Linked DNA regions of Gasterosteus aculeatus: region 1 is linked to region 2. Evidence: chromatin contacts called from public Hi-C data. All regions are on one chromosome and are shown on one strand. The core of a region is the stretch at or near the end of the contact, and the rest is flanking DNA. Distances in the headings are between cores, read along the strand shown.

Region 1 (2,700 bases), core at 60-2,559, 44 kb after region 2:
GCTGAGTTTGGGAATAGCTCTCTGACACCCAATACCAACTCTTGCACTTATGCTAATATTCCTCAGCGCCGACCTTTTACCTCTTGCCTCATTAACCTGCCAATCAAATTACAAACAAGCCAAACTCCCTCACACACACACAAGTGAGACAATGCACTTCAAAACACAACTACTTACACACTGCTCCACGGAGATGTGTAGCTGCGTTTCCCTCGGCATTGTCGTGGCTTTGATGGGAAGCTTTGCAAAGCCCTCTGGGTTGACACTGGCAGTAGCATTGTCATCCGTGTGTGTGTGTTGGTGTGTGTTGGTGCGCGTGTGCTTGCATGCGCACATGTGTTTATTGTTGATTTTGCTGCTGACAGACTAATACAGGGCTCTCTGCACCTGTCAGAGCACACCCATTAATCTCCATGGATACAAAGAAGCCAGCCGATATAAATCAGAGGCAAGGCCCCAACAGCCGAGCCGGCGCGGGGAGACGTGGCAGCGCTGACGCTGAGAGCACAGGCGACTAAATCTGTTCGTGGCACTCGAGGTCAATGACCTTACAGTTGCGGTTGGCGTCTCTTTCTTGTACACTTTTTTTCTATTTTTTGCAAATATGAGAAGAGAAATTTGAGATCACATTCCACTGCAGCCTAATCTGACCTGCATGTTTCTGGTTCTGTGGGGTTATTCCAGTACAGTCGATGGCGACATGATTTAAAGGCGCAGAGCTGTTTTTTTTAATATTACAGCTTGTTGTTGAGGCAGAGATGACTGCTCCTCTTTCTGGATTTCATATTTCATATTTCTTAGCCAACTGAGGAAAGGAAGTGTTGACCTTTTCGACAGAATGTTCTCCTTTTTGGCACAGGGCGGCTTGAAAGGGGATAAAAGGAGCGATAAAGGAAAGCTTGGGGACGAAAAGAAAATAACAGGAAGATGGAAGAAGCAAACAAATGACTGTCTGTGTGAGACGGTGGGAGCGTTTTTTGGTCATCTGAGAAGTTTACTTGGAGCTCATAGGGAGTTTTTGAAGAAGAGGAACTGGCAAAGAAAAGGAACGGAGATGGTGCTTGTGTATAGGGAGGGGGAGGAGGGGGGGGCGGTTATAGTGTACTGCTGTTGACTTTGACTTTGGGTCGGCAGAGGATGACATCATTCCTCGGCTGCTTCCACAGGAAATAAGGTCACAGTGGGAACCTCGGCCAAGGGGGAAAGGTGCTTGTTCCAGCTTAGCTGCAGAATAATACAGATGAATGCATACAGTACATGCACACTCTCACACATGCACACTCTCACACGCACGCACACACACACACACACACAATGCACTGCAAGACAAGGACGTATGTTGCTATGTGTGAAATGACTTTTCCAATACAGATCATACTATCCAAGGTTAGCCTGGACAATGAGACATTCACAACGCAGCCCTTTGATTCTCACACACACACACACACACACACACACACACAGCACTTTTAAGCAAGTGACATGAATCATCACTCCCACAGACTCGGATGGCTTCCAACTGCTGTTCCCAGTGCATCAGGCTTTGCTGGAGAGTGGACACTTGCACAGCTGCTTGTCTGCGCGCGCACACACACACACACACACATGTGCAAGTAAGTTTTGTATCTGAAATGTTTATAGCTCAGTGGGAGGCATTGCTGCCTGAGTCTTTGGGCCTCCCTCCCCGTCACCATGGAACCAACAATAACATGTTAGGCGAGCTGACGGGACTCCCCTTCCCCACACTATCAGTTGTGTAATCTGATTGGCTGTTGAGGAGGCTCCCCCACAGAATCGTGTCTCCGTGGGGGATCAAATGGAGACTGGATATGTTTTCAGTTTATTTCAGAATACTGACGCCGTAGATGCGGGTGTGGCCGTGTGCGCTTGTTTCCATGTGAAACAATACCATAAGTTCCATAACGTTATGACTTTGTAGAAGCTTGTGTGTGAGCTGCCCCGACACACACATCTCGCTAATTAAACTCTCCCTTAGACCTCACCCTTCACCCGGCTCCACCCAAACTGGGCCAGCCGTTTTTCTCCACAAAATGACTCTCAACAGTTGATCTGGTTAAGCACGTCGGGATTTGTTTAGCCCCCGTGTCCTGAATTTGAATGAAACAGAAGTTGTCTGGAACAAGTACAACCGAGTTATTGCCCCTCGTGGCGGCGTGTCACTAATGACGTGTTAAAGTTGTTTGTGTAAGAATGATGTCTGAGACTGTGGCTCCTTCTATTAGCTCAATGGGTTTCATTGTTGGAAGTGGAACCTCTCACTCCGTCAGCCAGGGCGATTTCAGGAACGTTGGCCTTGAGAATGAGATCAAGGAGCTGAGGACGAGGCAGCAGAACCAGATCCGGGCTCACCTGTGAGTGTGGGGACATATTGGACATGGCAACGAGCAGAGAGCTGCTACCCTCTAGTGGTGCACATCTGTGGCATGCGGCACTGTGTCTGTAGGACTTGAAGAGGCTCTGTAGCTCCACTTACAGGAGAATCTGTGGTATGACAGCGGTGCGTCAGGGTCTAAATCAGAATCTGTTTGACTTTCACATGTTACTTCATTTGTATTTGTAATGATTTTAACTTCAGTTAAGTAGAGGGACGAGAAAACTGTCCTGGGTTGAAACCATTGCACAATTTGCCGTGATTGGGACACTATCACAAAGTGACCGTTGGGAGGAAAGGGTGGTGCA
Region 2 (2,700 bases), core at 15-2,514:
GCCCTCCTCCCCACTAACCTCCCAGACTGTCTCAAGAGTCTGGTTCAACCGAGGCCAGCAGACACAGCTGGCCTGACAAGGGGGGGGAGGGGGGGGAGTTTCAGCACCGGTCAGCTACACCAAGTCACGACCTCCACAACGTTCCACAACATCATTGCTGCAATCAATTTCTAAGGCTGAAATGTTGGTTTTTCGGATAGAAGTCTGAATTGAAAAGTTCACCTCAGGTCGGGACCAACAAACATTTCTCTAAAAAACGTCACAGCGCGAGAGGCAGGAAAATACTTTTTTATTACAGTGTAGTGTAAAACAATTTGAGCTTCTTCTTCACACAGTAAATCTTATAAAAGAACACAAATAAAAATGACAACCGGTAAGAGTTTATTTAGTCTTCTCGCAATGGGGTTTCTTCACTTCATATTTCGAAAGGAAAGACAAGTAGAACATTCATGTGCAATCTCTCACCCGGACAGCAACAACCCGTATCACTTCCCTTCACCTGCAGTGCCAAGTTCAAAATAGAGCAAAGGTGAGGGGGAGGACGTGGTTGTCCTTGCACCAACCCACAACCCAACGCCATGGTGGCTACATTGCAACAGATTAGTCCGGTTAAATCTGTGAGAAAACGGCATGGCGGTTTCACAATAAAGCTGTTCACAAAGTTTCTACATTTCAGTCTGCTGTTAGAAAACGGCTTCCAATAAAGAGAAGCACTGTAGACACTCTCATCCGTAACAGAACACAGTGTTAATCATGTCATAGCATGATGTAGATTATTCAAAACATGGCTTAGGTGTGTAGGATCAAAGTCCAACCTTTGTGTCACAGTGTTGTGTCCTTCCCACTATTACATCGGGTATTACTTTGGCATGCAGTACCTGCCACCTGCCCCTTTTCATGTGGAAAACAAGTCCCCTGCACATATTAGCCTCTGCTTGTGCACCTGCACCCTTCCACCTGCAGCACATCCTACCACCACGCACACACCCCCAGTGACTAAAACATCTGCCCTCTCACCAGTTGCATCGTGGCTCGGAATCCTGCATCCATCAGCATGAGCTTCCAGGGCTCCTGGATGGCATCGGGCATCGGGACGTACACGTAGTACGCGAGGGCCACCGCCAGTGACAGCGTGACAGCAGCGGGAAGCAGCCTCATCTCGTGCCTCTCCGACTGGCAGGGGGAGCGGACAGCGATCGCACGGGCTCTGCGGGCTGCACCGGGTCTCTCTGGGGTTGTGGGGGGTGAAGTGGGGGAGGGAGGAGGGGCGGGAGGGAGGCAAATGCGTTCAGACTGCTTCCGCTGGAAGTCTTTAAAATAAAACCTTTATTGACATCTACGCTGAGCATGATGGCAGGAGACTAAATCACTCGATACATTTCGACACGTTCGGATTCAATAACGTTACAGTTACAGTTATATTACAGTTATTATATATAACTTTATATATATATATATATATATATATATATATATATATATATATATATATATATATATATATATATATACAATTTGCTAGATTTGCTAAAATTTGCTACATCCTGCCTATTTATGCTATTCACATATATATGTCTATATATATATATGTATATATATATACATATATATATACACATATATATGTGAATAGCATAAATAGTACTACACATATACTACATGTATACATAATATATATACATGTAGTATATGTAGTGCCCCCCTTTGTTAAGCAGTATCTAGCAAATTGTAGGTATTCTATCAGCCTACGATTACAATTAGAAAAACAATTCACACAAAATGTATTTTGAACTTGACTCAGCATGACTGGCACTTTTATTTTGAAGGCTGAGTGGCAGCAGCGAATGGGCTTTTGGGAAATGATTTTTTTGTGCGTGAAGTCCGCAGGGGTGTTGCAAACGTGTGTTACACGCACGTGACCACAGAGAGGCACAATAGAGCTGCAGAGTGCTGCAGGGACGCCACACGTCCGCGTTTGTCTTCACTTCCAGCGTGTAGCTCAAGGTAAATAAAAGGTAACGAAAAAAGCAATTTGGTTAGGTGATTATACATAATTAAAGCATTTAAAAACAACCACTAAACTGTTTTGAAAATGCGTCTTCAATCAATGCCTCACTGTCTTCTTTAAAGTTGAATGCTTGTATAACTAAATCTCATACGTGTAAGAGTAGTACTTTGAAGTGCAGCAAAGATCGGTAAATGCAGAGTTACTTTAATTGCAGTAAAGAGTAGACTTTTAAAGAGTAAACATTTAAAGTAAGTTGCCATCTAAAAACAACATAAATAGAAAACATCCTGTTAATGCTGTAGAGGCCATTACAGGAGCACGACGCAGGGCTCTGTAACTCTGGTTATTGATTCCTTTTATGTGTATTAATCAATACTGAACTGAAGTTTTACTGGAATGGATTAGTGTGCCAAGTTGTTGGATAGAGATCACACTCATGATCGTTGGCTAATGATCAGACTATTGATCCCTGTACTCCTTTTACATTTCTGTCGATCAATGTTTTCTCTTTTAATTTCCTTAGTTGTTCACAATTTGGCTTTTATTTAAGTACAGAAAATAATCCTAGACACAAGATGAGTTCAATGAAAGATCTGTGATCAAATCAAACCAGCATGTTGCGATTCCGTGGTCAGGTTGACTTGTTATGCATCTTAGACAACGGGGCTCAGTTTCTGCTGTCTCACTCTCTC

What was found. A called contact is a pair of places that touch in the nucleus more often than the background predicts.
Region 1: a Hi-C map of liver shows a contact between it and region 2, with 4 times the contacts expected there. The contact joins the enhancer-like site here to the promoter of nceh1a in region 2. A contact is called at or near these places in 6 of 6 Hi-C or Micro-C datasets (blood and trunk muscle, liver, skeletal muscle and 2 more).

Annotation. Positions count from the first base shown.
Region 1 is chr15:11,218,987-11,221,686 of fGasAcu3.hap1.1, forward strand. The region is part of intron 2 of ppp2r3a (protein phosphatase 2, regulatory subunit B'', alpha); the gene reads left to right. Among protein-coding and RNA genes, the nearest start is that of fndc3ba, 22 kb to the right of the region's middle. Within about 2 kb of position 1,310, at least 5 of the 9 cell types and tissues checked have open chromatin away from gene starts, as enhancers often do. A contact at or near this core is called in liver, where this site is marked.
Region 2 is chr15:11,175,445-11,178,144 of fGasAcu3.hap1.1, forward strand. It overlaps nceh1a (neutral cholesterol ester hydrolase 1a), which reads right to left and starts at 1,265. Exons shown (of 5, transcript XM_040200047.2): 1 at 1,018-1,265. The coding sequence starts at 1,158.